Linked DNA regions of Zea mays: regions 1 and 3 are each linked to region 2. A link is a contact called in public Hi-C data. All regions are on one chromosome and are shown on one strand. Each heading gives the region's core, a stretch centred on a gene start, on an enhancer-like site or on the middle of the called end of the contact. The rest is flanking DNA. Distances are from core to core; before and after follow the strand shown. Region 1 holds the start of LOC100284931. Region 2 holds the start of LOC100125650 (barren inflorescence 2). Region 3 holds the start of LOC100273941.

What was found. Hi-C and Micro-C count contacts between places; a contact is called where the count stands out from the background.
Region 1: a contact with region 2 is called in a Hi-C map of ear, with 2.4 times the contacts expected there. The contact joins the promoter of LOC100284931 here to the promoter of LOC100125650 in region 2. A contact is called at or near these places in 2 of 25 Hi-C or Micro-C datasets (ear and endosperm).
Region 3: a Hi-C map of ear shows a contact between it and region 2, with 2.0 times the contacts expected there. The contact joins the promoter of LOC100273941 here to the promoter of LOC100125650 in region 2. A contact is called at or near these places in 2 of 25 Hi-C or Micro-C datasets (ear and tassel).

What each region holds. Positions count from the first base shown.
Region 1 is chr1:178,101,686-178,106,215 of Zm-B73-REFERENCE-NAM-5.0, reverse strand. LOC100284931 reads left to right here and starts at 1,766. Exons shown (of 3, transcript NM_001372149.1): 1 at 1,766-2,452; 2 at 2,697-3,003; 3 at 3,159-3,587. The coding sequence starts at 1,863. The coding sequence ends at 3,314. LOC100273038 (hydrolase-like protein) reads left to right here. Exons shown (of 10, transcript NM_001147487.1): 8 at 41-150; 9 at 349-415; 10 at 572-1,106. The coding sequence ends at 406.
Region 2 is chr1:177,937,411-177,941,912 of Zm-B73-REFERENCE-NAM-5.0, reverse strand. It overlaps LOC100125650 (barren inflorescence 2), which reads right to left and starts at 1,346. Exons shown (of 2, transcript NM_001112581.1): 1 at 525-1,346; 2 at 1-418. The coding sequence starts at 1,231.
Region 3 is chr1:177,764,543-177,768,946 of Zm-B73-REFERENCE-NAM-5.0, reverse strand. It overlaps LOC100273941, which reads left to right and starts at 2,966. Exons shown (of 1, transcript NM_001148332.1): 1 at 2,966-4,344. The coding sequence starts at 3,025. The coding sequence ends at 4,026. LOC111590625 (U2 spliceosomal RNA) reads left to right here and starts at 1,689; the gene lies at 1,689-1,876.

The sequences.
Region 1 (4,530 bases), core at 517-3,016, 160 kb before region 2:
CTGCATGCATGATTTATGCTCATATTAAGATCTTATGCAGACACTAGATGCTGTTAGGAGGATTTGCCCCAAAAGAGCACTGCTTATTGGGATGACCCACGAGATGGATCATCACAAGGACAACCAAACATTGGAAGAATGGTCCAGGAGGTAAGGCCTTCCTCCTAGATACCTTAGATGTGTGCAGACACAGGTTCATGTACCGAATAAGTTGACATGAAGAACACAGGAAGATGGAAACACGATCTTATCATAGAAAGACACACATGACACATGTTCATTTACTGCTATTCGTTAAAAGCAGACGCTTTACTGTGCGTGCTCATGTCCTGTAATTTGGAAACGCAGGGAGGGGATTGACGTGCAGTTAGCTCGTGATGGCTTGCGTGTCTACATTGATCTGTAGCCGTGAAAGGTACACGTCACTGCCTTTGTTTTGACTATATAGCGATAGGTCACATTGCTTTGTTCATTATCATGGTCCGTTGGTCTAACAGTTCACTATCCAGCGTACCATGCATATGATGTTTGTCGGTTCACTGACAGTCTTCTACTCTTCGCTGTATATCAGGAAAATATGCCATACTCAGCGAACCGCGCCAGGCTTTCTGGCTGATGTAACATCCATTCCCACTTGTGAAGAAAGTGCAAACTGACTAAAAAGGCGAGCCTATTTGGTGCATCATTTTACGTTTCGCTAGTTTATACGTGAATCTCTGAATAAAAAAGAGAAAAAGAAAAGAAAAGAGAGAGAGTAGCCACTTGCTAGTAGCTGGTTCAGTGCCCCGGCAAATTAATGGCCATCTCCCTGGTAAAGGTAGTCGAATGTTCTTGTAATCTTGTCAATTGGAAGCTACACTGCACTGGATGCATGCCCACCAGTCGAACTGAGCATGCGATTTTTTTTCCCTCGGTCGCGCCCGGGTCATGTATTGTAGTATACCGTAAGAGGAAAGTCGATTGAGCATGTTCGTGGCGCCAGACCGAGCCACACGATCTCCAAGACTCTTGCTTGTGAAGAGCACGCAGATGACTCCTACTCTAGGTTCACCAATGTTTGTCGCTCAAACTTTTTAAGTTTGACTAGATTTATAAAATATATTAGTAATATTTATATCTTCAAATAACTTTACTATAAAAATAAATTCAAAAATCTATCTAACGATATTAATTATGTACTATAAATATTAATATTTTTATATAAATGTGGTCAAAGTTAATAATGTTTGACTAAAAGTGAAACGATTCATGGTCTAGGCCTGATTCCTGAGTATCAGCAGAGGTTTCTTTAAGAAAAACTACTACTCTTTTTTCGTAAGGGGGTGTTTGGTTGCTCCTGCTAAAGTTTAGCCCGGGTCACATCAAACGTTTGACTTTTAAATATGAGTATGAAATATAGACCCAACCAACTGGACTAGATTCGTCTCGTCTTTTAATCTTTGGCTGACAAATTAGTTTTATAATCCGACTACATTTAATATCCGGAACGGAGGTTCAAACATTCGATGGGACAGAGACTAAATTTTAGCGGGGTGTAACCAAACACCCCTAAAAGAAGTTCTGACTTCCAATCTCTACCTTGGGCTTCCAAAAAAAATTTGCCGTTCATCCAAGCAGGCCGGTCCCTGGCCCACATGCCGCGCGCACGCGCGCGCACACACGCCGACACGCGGCACGGCCAGTAGGGCAGGCGCGGGCCGTGTGTGTGAGAAGGAGAGGACGGCACCGCGCAGCGCCGCAGCCCATCCATCCAATACGCCCACCAGCCACCACACATCCTCTCTCCCTTCCAGTCCCAGGAGCGTGGCCTCACTCTCCTCGTCGCATCCCCCCTCCTCATCTTCGCAGCGCGGGCGGCGGCAATGGCGATGGCCTCCACCTACGCGCCGGGCGGAGGCGCGCGGGCGCTCGCGCAGGGTAGATGCAGGGTCCGCGGTCCCGCGGGGCTGGGCTTCCTCGGCCCCTCCAAGGCCGCCGGCCTCCCCCGCCCCCTCGCCCTCGCCAGGCGGATGAGCAGCCCCGTCGCGGTGGGCGCCAGGCTGCGATGCGCGGCGTCGTCGTCCCCCGCGGCGGCGCGGCCCGCCACGGCGCCGCGCTTCATCCAGCACAAGAAGGAGGCCTTCTGGTTCTACCGCTTCCTCTCCATCGTGTACGACCACGTCATCAATCCGGGCCACTGGACCGAGGACATGCGCGACGACGCGCTGGAACCTGCCGACCTCTTCAGCCGCCACCTCACGGTCGTCGACGTCGGCGGCGGCACGGGGTTCACCACGCTCGGCATCGTCAAGCACGTCAACCCGGAGAACGTCACGCTGCTCGACCAGTCCCCGCACCAGCTCGACAAGGCCCGGCAGAAGGAGGCCCTCAAGGGGGTCACCATCATGGAGGGCGACGCCGAGGACCTCCCGTTCCCCACCGACTCCTTCGACCGATACATCTCCGCCGGCAGGTCTCTTCTCGTCCTCCCCTGCCGCTCGATTCGCTACTGTCCGTGTATACCATCCTGTGCGTATTGTGAATATGTTCCAAATAAGCGGTGCTGCGATGATTGCACATTCCATTAGGGCCTGTTTGGAAGAAGGGGATTAAAGGGAATTAATCATCCCCTTGCTCCCAAACAAGCCATTAGTATGACAGCTGAGCTACCCAAGTACGGATTGCTGATTTTCCTGCCCTGTCATGGTGCTTTGCAGCATCGAGTACTGGCCAGACCCACAGCGGGGGATCAAGGAAGCCTACAGGGTCCTGAGATTTGGTGGGCTAGCTTGTGTGATCGGCCCGGTCTACCCGACCTTCTGGCTGTCCCGCTTCTTCGCCGACATGTGGATGCTCTTCCCCAAGGAGGAAGAGTACATCGAGTGGTTCAAGAAGGCTGGGTTTAGGGATGTCAAGCTGAAGAGGATTGGACCGAAGTGGTACCGCGGTGTCCGAAGGCATGGCCTCATCATGGGCTGCTCCGTCACAGGCGTCAAGAGAGAGCGCGGTGACTCTCCCTTGGAGGTACCTTTTCCTTTTCATTTTGCTAATAACAATGGAAAGAGGTGGCGCTTCTGGTTCTGGCACATCTCGTTAAGACTCTAGATTGTTCATTTTCCTGCAAGTAGGTAGGCATTCAATGGCTTTGGTATGAGTTCTCCGTTTTATTTCCTATGCAGCTTGGTCCCAAGGCGGAGGATGTCAGCAAGCCAGTGAATCCGATCACCTTCCTCTTCCGCTTCCTCGTAGGAACGATATGTGCTGCCTACTATGTTCTGGTGCCTATTTACATGTGGATAAAGGACCAGATCGTGCCAAAAGGCATGCCAATCTGAGTGAAGGGAATGAGCTGCATGGAAGAGAGGATAGCCAACGTCTGAATTTTACTCTTCTCTATATTAGACGCTTCCTGCCTGTTTTGTATTAATACCTCTTGTTTTCCTTCTGCTATTTACTTCTTGCACTGCTGTTCCTGTTTGTGGTAATTAATAATACTAAGACATCGATGTTCTCCTGTTTCTTGAGCATGACTGGTTGCAGTGGAACCTCGAAATTAAATTATATGATGTGTAATTTAGTTGGTTAAATTATATAAATTTGTATAGTTTATTTGGTTCCTGGTTCAACAAAATTCCTTCTTTCTTGTCACCAGTACGATTTCTAAGACCTGTTTTGTTACTCTATGCTCAATCTTTGTTACCCTTGTTGGATTTCATCTCTAGCTTAATCCAACTTGCTTATAATTAGAATGCTTATAATTAGAAGGCTTCGGACTTTGGTGTTGTTAGTATTGTTACGCTAAGTGGTAGAGTGGTAATATCTGACAGCCTTGCATAAAGATCATGTCTTATTGGGATGCTACCTGGTTTGGAGTCCTTTTTTTTTAATTTGGAAGTTTTGCTCCAGAAGTGCTGACGTGGTGGTGAGAGCTGTCTCATCACAGGTTTAAAGCAGCCTCTATATTTGCGGGGAAGGTTTATCTTGGTTTATCCCTTTTGCAGACGTCAAAGCAATCTCTATATATTTGCAGCAGAAGGCTTATCTTGGTTTATCCCTTTCGCAGACCCCGTGTAGGAGTCTCCGACAATAGATGTGCCCTCTAAGAGCTAATTTGGTGAGAGCTAATTTGGTGAAAATTGAATAGCAAGAGGATTCCTCTCCTATGGATCCTCTCGTAATCCTTATCCACCAAACCAGACTTTAAAGTTTTGTTGCATGGCCTATGTGACCATAGTCATTTTATTAAGGTGCTGCATTTTGAACGAATTTGGTTGTGTAATATTTCTACGAACTACCAGTGTATTTGTATATATTTTCTGAACATGGCCAGATACATTCATGATAAACAGCCAGATAGTTAGGTGTTAAGTCCTGCTTGCATATCTGTTTGTTGAAGTTGAACCGCAGTTCAAAATGTTCGCTTCCATTTATTTATGTGTACTTGTTTCTTACTTTTTCCTCACTCTTGGTAGTATCGGGTACTGCATAGCAAATGAACTGTAAGTTATCCACATTGACAAATATGATGATACATACTGTTGTAGTATTGTA
Region 2 (4,502 bases), core at 97-2,596:
GTGCAGGAGCTCGTACAGGAACACGCCGAGCGCCCACCAGTCGACGGCCGCGCCGTGGGGCCCGCCGCGGGCCACCTCGGGCGCCACGTACTCGTGCGTGCCCACGAACGAGCACGACCGCGCCTCCACCGGCTCCGCCACCAGGGTCGTTGGCGGCCGCCGCGCCGAGGCGGCACGGCGGAGTCGCGCGCGCCGGCGGCGGAACAGGTGGTCCGGGAAGCAGGACGCCGCCGCCGCCTCGGGGGCGGCGCACGGCTCGAGCGACGGCGTCGACGTGCACTGCAGCGACAGGTCGAAGTCCGTGAGCATGATGTGGCCGTCCGCGCGGATCAGCACGTTCTCCGGCTTGAGGTCGCGGTACACGATGCCCATCATGTGCAGGTACTCCAGCGCCAGCAACACCTCCGCCGCGTAGAACCTGCACCCACCGCAACGACCGTAAATACAAAAAAGACGACGACGTATCTGTAGGCTGTAGCACTCCACTAGCACTAGCACTAGTACTAGGCTAGGCTTGCGCTCACCGAGCTGACGGGAGCGGGAAGCGGCGGTTGGGCATGCGGTGGCGGAGCGAGTGGAGGTCCCCGCCGGGGCAGAACTCCGTGACGACGCAGGAGAAGTGCGGCGCGGCGTCGAAGTCGGCGAAGAGCGTGGGCAGGAACGGATGGTCCAGCGCCCGCAGGATCCGCCGCTCCGCCGCCGCGTGCTCCAGCTTCTTCTTCGCGGCCGCCACGCGCCGGTCCACCACCTTCATCGCGTACAGGCAGCAGACGGGCGCGGGCGCGGGTGGCGCCCTGAGGCGGCACAGGTACACGGTGCCGACGTCGCCGCCGCCCACGCGGCGCAGCAGCCTGAAGTCCCGCGGCCCCAGCGGCGCCGCGGCCGACGCCGACGCCGCGCGGATCGCCGCCCACGCCGCGTCCCCTGCCCGGTGCGGCCGCGCCGGCGCTGGCGCCGGCGATGACGCGGCCGCGGCCGCCGCCGCCGCCGAGGAAGAGGACAGGGCCGCGGACGGAGAGCAGTCGAAGGAGAGGCGGGACAGGCTGGAGCAGCGCGGCAGGCTGGCGGCGCTGCTGGCCGAGCTGAGGCTCGAGTTGGGCGCCGCCGTCGACGACGCCGTCGTGTCGGCGTCCGACAGCCGCTCCTCCCCCGCCGGTGGTGGCGGCGGCGGCGTCACCTCGGTCACCGTCTTGTTCCCGAGCGCCGGGGGGACGCGCACCGCGGCGTCCATGGCTGGCACTGGCGGGCAGGCGGCAGCTCCGCTCGGTTGTCTCGTGCGCTCGCGGCACGGCGTGTGTTTGCGTGAGTGAGGAGGACTCGCTTGCCGTGTCTCCGAGCGAGGACGAGGAGTGAGGTTTCCGGCGGTCGCGGCGTGCGGACAAGGGAGTTGGTGGCGCGGGCGCTTTATAATTATACCAGCGGCGACCTCAGCCCAGTAGCCTACAGACTCGTGGTTGTGCTGTGCCTTGGCTAGTCGTGTAAAACGGAGGGGCAGATCCGTCAATCCGCCGCGCCGCAGGCTTTTATTACTGCGAGCATGGATGGCAGCGTCCGCGTGGAAGCAGGCAAGTCAAAGTCAAAGCGGAGTTGCAGTTGCTACTTGCTAGTAGACGGGTAGGGTCGTGATGTATGCACAGGAGCCGTTATGGAGAGGTCGCTTTTTACTGTAAGTTTTTACTGTAAAATATTTTTGACTCTATAAGATTCGAAAACCCTCCTTTTAAACATATGGATCTTATTTTAAAACTATTTTAAAATTCAGGCGTAGGGAGAGGTCGCTTTTTAAACTTGGCCAGCCACACATGGGCGTTGCGTAAACCCGGCTTGAGATATTGAGAAGACAGGAGAGAGAACCTAGCTAGTGCTAATTAAGCACGAGGTGGGCATGGTTAGGCAGGGATTAAGCAGGTGGTTCAGTGGTTTATTCTAGCATGGTTTGTAAGCTAACTTAACTGGTAACTTTGTCGGGGACGGCAACGACGGCAGCGCCGTGAAAAGTCCACATTCCGGCCGGTGTCGCCGGCTCGCCGCCGTGAACCGCAAGGAAGGAAGGCAGCGTTGCGTGGCCCGCCCGATTCCCCTGGCACGGTTCTCACGGTGGCGTAGGGGCCGGTCAAAAGCGTCGCATTTTTTCTCTCTATCTCTCTCTCTCTTCAAACCGCGCCTGGTGCTGCTGAGCTTCCACTGGCAGTACGTACTAGTACAGTACTGCAGAGAAAACGGGAACCAACAGTGCAAGAAAATGTCAAAGAACCACGCAGAATGTACGCGCCGATGCATGTGATTGGTGCCTGTCTTCTCCAGGATACAAGCTCCTAGTAGTCCACTACTACTGGGAGCATGATCACTGGCGTCAAATTTGCAGCACACTCCAAAGACAGGGACAACGAACCCTAGTTTTCTTGCCCCACGAGGCCAGGAGCTTAATAGATCGCATCACGTTTGTTGTTTGGCTTTAATCTATACTGATTTCTACAATATTTTATTTGTATAGATTACAGTTGTAACAGTCTAAACAACTGGCTTTAATATGTAGCATTGTCAATCTACCGAATGGTAGGTTGATACATGGGCCAATATTAATGTGAATGCTAACATATATTTGTTTCCTTCCTACACGACGTACGTGACGCGTGCTTCTGTTTCAATGTGTCTGTGAAACGGCGTTGATCCTGTTAGAGAGTTATGTAAACGAGACACAGAGATGTAGAGAGAAAGTGACAGTCACTGTTATTATTGCAGGGGGAGGCCCTGTTTATATACATATGGAGGGGTATATCCCCAAGGGGTGTGTCCCTTGAAGAGTAGTCGTCGAGCCTCTTGGATTGGTCACAATGTTTGTAACATATTTTGTAACACTCTCCCTTGATCAATCCAAGTCCATTTGACCATTTGTCAGTTGTCTTCAAATATATTATCTCCTCAAAAACCATGTGACAAAAATAAGAAGTACACAATGTCTTTTCGATTATGAGTAAATCTCACTTTGAACTCCAAAATAAAATATGTTGGTAATCATCATTCCTAAAAAACCCCTGTGGGGGAAAATCAATGATGAAGCATATAGCTTAGTTGATATTACCTCGTTAAAAACTTTGGATGAGAAAACCTCTACAAGTCAAAACTAATACAAAGAAAAGAGTGTAATATGATGGTACAAAACAGGTCAAATATCACGGAGAATTACTCCCACTGATCCTTGCAAGCACTTAAGTCTTCTCATACCAATCCACTCAACACATTTTTAAAACGTGGAGTATGGTAGAGATTTTGTGAATAGATCAGCAAGATTATCATAGGACTTTATTTGCAAGATGTTTATATCTCCATTATCCTGAAGTTCATGGGGATAAAACAGTTTAGGAGCAATATGTTTATTAATGTTGCTCTTGATATAACATGTTTCCATCTGAACAACACAAGCTTAATTATCTATATAGATAATGGTCGGTGGTTCAATTGAACCATGGTACGACATTGTTCTCCAATGGACCTCTAGCCCAAAGAACAATAATATGTCTAAAGTCATCATCTCAAAACCCCCCGTGGGAAAAATAACTGATGAGACATATAACTCAAGCTAATATTTCTCTAAGACAATCTTGTCAGAAAATCTGATAAATCAACATATCAGCTGAGTCTCCTTAAAACCCCAGTGGGAAAAATAAGGAGAGTAGTCATACTCTATTGTTGATCCATTTGAACTCAACTCATAACCTAGTTCAAATATAACAATAGCTATGTCATGATGTATCATCCTCAAAAACCGCTAGGGAAAAATAGATGATACGACATAAGCCTTATGTTGATGTTGCCTTGTTAAAAACTTTGAATGAGAAACCCAATCAAGGGAAAACTCATGCAAAGAAAAGAGTACAACATGATGTATAGACAAGTTCTTCCGATCAAAAGGGAAACTTCCCCTGATCTTTGCAAATCACTAAGTCATCCCATACATGCTCTCAAACACATTTAAAATGTGGAGTAAGATAGAGACTTAGTTTGTAACTTGTTTTCATCTAAACAACACAAAGTAATATTATCTTCATAGATAATAAGGTCAGTGATAGAAAATCATGGCTACCACATACCTTCTATATGTAGTTTATCATTCTGTACAATTACACGAAGTGTGCTACAGAATGATTAGTGTAAGTGACCATTAATCTCTGTTGATCGACATTTATAGGTTCAACTTACCAGAAGTATGTCATGGATCTTGTAACTAGGGATCTTCTATAGATATCCAAGATCAGAATATCCAACTGTAACCAGATCATGAGTACTCATAGAGAACATAACTCGATCTCATGTGTTGTTAGCTAGCAAATCATTGCAAAGTAATATCCGATCGGATGCTCTGCAATATACAATAGCACATCTCATGATCCAAAAGAATCAAATAACAATGATTCCCTCATATTGAATCTCTTCAATATATATTGGATATAGACAACTTTGTATCTAAGATACTCAAGATAGTTTACATTGAATTGAAAAAT
Region 3 (4,404 bases), core at 1,717-4,216, 170 kb after region 2:
GCACCGAACGGTCCAGCGTGCTAGCCCTAGGGTTAGAAATCTAGCTCGAGATTCATCGGATTTTGGTCATTTTCTCATTTTCAGTATTACACGAAACTGAAATTTCGGTCAAAATAATATATTTCAATTCCAAATTAAAAAAATACAAAAGTTAAATTTTGGTCAAAAACAAAATTTTGAATAGTAAAAACGAAATTTTAAACCCTAGTTAGCATGGACGGTCCACGAACAGATTAATTTTGGTTAGAGTCCTGATCTCTTGTGGGGTTATCATAATATCTTGCGGTATTTTGTTGGTTCCGTCTAGGAACAGGTTTAGACACCCGGTATATATAAAGGGGTACGTCTAATTGAAAAAAAAAAAATCGAACTAAAATCCAGTTTTATCTTATTTAACAAACACATTAGCCTTAGGAGTAGTTATAGTCTTAATTGTAGCCTCTCAACCTCGTATACTGGAGGTATTGTGTTATCTCGCATCAAGAGTCCAAATTAGTCTAAATTTTATGTCTCCTATGTAATTACTTTTAGTTCTTAGATCTCGGGAGGGCCCTCGTCATATAAATTACTGTCGAGAAAAATTACATTTGTCGGAAGAGCCGGGTATCAATTTTGTCACCTTGAACGTGCATTACCTAACGTGTTTTGTATTAGTCAAGGTCGATTTGCCACACAGTCATCGTATTCCCAAGTGGATGTTGCATAGTATTTTATGTATGACCATATCAAAGGTTTCGTCGGAACAAAATGTTTACATGAATGTGTCGTGCCATAATACTTATCTCTACTATATTAAAGCATCAATTTCAACGGTCGTCCCGCGTCATTTTTTTACAAAGAACCTCTTGTATTTCTTCAAAATCAACCTGCAGTCCCAGATCATATCCCATCCTATCATATTTGTTTGCACATCAGCGTTCTTGCAGCTGTCGCTCTAGCAACAAACCACGTCCATTTCGCAACAACCTCCGCCCGCTTCTTCTGTTGTTGCACCGCCGCCGGCGAGGAGGATTAGGGCGCTCGCCTCTGGATAAGGATGCTCACTAGGTGATAAAAGTTGCATCGAGTCCAGCCAACTCTAAACCTCCTCGTCGCCCCTAGGGACCGGGAGCCCGTCTCCTAGCTCACTCGTCTTCCGCTCTGGTGCGAGCTCCACTTCGCTCCTTCAACATAGGGTGTAGTTCGTGCATTCCACATATCACCAAATGTGGCGAGGTCTTATACAAATTTCTAGCCATTTAACTGTGGAACATTGCTAGAGCATAATTATGAAAATGTTTTGTTCATGACGAATTCATTTCACATTGAATTTTAAGTGAAACCAACTATGCAATTGGAAATGAGTACAAGGCTCTGTAAAAGTGGAAAATGTTTTTATTGTTTGATATGATACTCTAAAGGCAAGAGCAAGTATGTATTTCAGTAATCATGTTAAGCGGTAGAGGATAGACTTGTTGTATTTGGTATTTTAGGAATGATCTTGTTGGCGTACTTGTGCTTTTTTCTATGTCTTGCTAAACTTGGAGAAAATTGTTAAGCCTTTACCATAAATGAATTTACATATGTTACCTATGAAATCTCAATGATGATTTTGGTCAGGGCATCAGATCTACACCATCTTCTCGCTCCAAGTCCTAAGCCAAAACATTGGCTATAATTTAATTCGAATATAGGGGCTTCTTTTCAACTCATTTTTTCGGTCTTTTGGCTGAGATCAAGTGTAATATTTGTTTCACCAGTTCAATATCTGGTATATAAACAATATGTTCACTTTGACATTAAATTCATTTATTATGGGTATTTTTATGTGGATGGTCCATTAAACTCTCAAGTGCCGCTTGCTCGTCCAATCAATATCTGGTTGGGTACCGTCGCAATGTATTAGACTAGTGAGAGTTAATTAGTGGGTTACAGTCTTAAGTGTTTGTCTAATGCCTACACACATTTTAAACTGGAACCAGTTGAGAATTTCCATCGGATATATATAAAGTATCTCGTCGATGGAGCTTGCACTGGGCTGCGATATACATACTACAGTACCAAGGGCCAAGAGGCTATAAATACATATCAATCCATGTGCAGATTGGAAAGCATCGAGTGTGTGTTTAAATCCCTAATTAACAAATCAAAATCTTTCTCAGTTTTTTAATCTCATATCCAATCTATGATGAGAATAACCGAACATGGCCGTACGAGGGTGGTGGGTGAAAGGATATGAATTCTGCAAAAACAATCTATCAAGAAGCTCTTACACCATATGCAAAGTAGGGGGGAAATTACATCCGGGGTATGAATTTTTGTCACCGCGCGTGCAGTACGTCACGCGCTTTTGTATTAGTCAAGCTAAGGTCCATCTGCCATGCACATTATTAGCACATTTAGTCATCGTGTTGCCAACAAGTGGATGTTTCATATTTTTTGTACGACCATATCAAAGGCTTCATCCGAACAAAATGTGTGTATGCATGTGTCATCTCATTTACTACTTATATATGTGGGTTAGTGGTTAGTACAGTTTTAATTGTTTGTCTAATGCCTACACGCACATTTTGAATTGGATGAGGTTGAGAATTTTCATAGCATATATCTTCTACTGTATAAAGCACCAATTATTTTTACGGTTACACGGCTTCTACCATCGTTGTGCTCCCACACATTTAAATGATAAAATAATTAAAATTATACTACATAAATAGAGATTTAAACCATTGTTCATTGGCTCTAAACTCACGTTCACACCCACCTAACTAACAGAATACATGTCTTTGTACTTTATACTCTATAATTAAACATAAATGAAAATTGTAGCAACATACGGCCATTTTTACGAGTATATAATATAATGAATCTCAACCATGTAGCTAGTCATGGGCTGTGTCGCTGCGACAATATACATACAGTTGCAAGGGCCAAGCGGCTATAAATACGTGTTTAGGTGTATCATGGTGATAACGCGCCAATAGAACAAGAGGAAGTTGTTGCCCTAGCTAGCTAGTGTAGAGTGTGTAGACGAAGCCACACACCATGGCCGCAGACGAAGGCCAGGTCTTCAACTACTGCAAGCTCGCGCAGGCCGCCTACGCCGCCTACGACGACCACAATGGCACCTGCCGCTACTCCCTGGCCGACATGCTGCCCGCCGTCGGCCTCGGCGGCAGCGGCTACGTGGCCACCTCGTTCATCTACGCCACCGTCAACATCTTGGCCGGCGACGGCGTGAACGAGGGAAACGACGACGACGGTTGCCAGCACGAGCAGCACTGGATCGGATACGTGGCCCTCGCGACCGACGCCGAGCGCGACCGCGTCGGGTACCGCGACATCGCGGTCGTGTGGCGCGGCACGTCGGCGCTGGACGAGCTGCTCAAGGACCTGCAGGCGGTCCTCGTTCCGATCCACGGCGAGCAGCAGGCCGGGACAGTGCGGGTGGAGAGGGGCTTCGAGAGCCTGTACACGTCCAGCTGCGAGGCCTGCGCCATGCGGACCAGCGCGCGCACCCAGGTGCTGGCCGAGCTGACCCGGCTGGTGACGTACGTGAGGAGCAGGCACCCCGGCGAGAAGATCCGCGTCACGGCCACCGGGCACAGCCTCGGCGGCGCGCTGGCCCTGCTGGCCGCGTGGGACGCCGCCGCCCCCGCGGCGGCGCTCGGGGTGGTGGCCGCCGTCAGAGCCGTGACGTTCGCGGCCCCCCGCGTCGGCAACCAGGCGTTCTGCGACGAGCTCGTGGCCGGGCAGCGCCACGTGTCCGTGCAGCGCGTCATCGTCGACCGCGACGTCGTGCCCACGCTGCCGCCGACTTTCTTCGGGTACGCGGACGCCGGCACCAACGTTCGCCTGCTTAGCTCAGGCGGGTCAGGGCGCTTCCCCCTGCCGTTCCTTACCTTGCTCGAGCCATTGCGCTTCCACAGCATCAAGCAGTACCTGCGCCTCCTAGACCCGGCGCCGGCGCCGCCGCAGGCGCGGGCGCCGGTGCCGGCCGACCATCTCGTCCCTGTCCCTGAGGCCGAGCTGGATAATATGATCTGACAGACAGATGTTCGTGGTGTGGCTTTGTTCGGTTCGTGTGTTGAGCTACTGTTACGTACGTTTACATCCACTACTGGATCGTATGCGTTCTTCGGTGTGGTTGAATTGTTCGTGTCTCGTGTGAGTTGAAAATCTGTTTTGATCGAGTCTTTTGAAGTTTGATGACAACAATAATCGGAACTTTTTTTTGTAAGATCTGTGGCACGTTTGTTTATGACTTTATATCTGCGATGAAGAAGTCGAGTAGCTGGTGGAAACTGACAAACGAAGTAAACAGATGATGCTGAGACAGCAATAATATAATGCACACTTGCCAACACGGTTAAACAGCAAAAGGCCCTGCTTGACTGACTAGCTGGTGGACTTGTTGTACACACT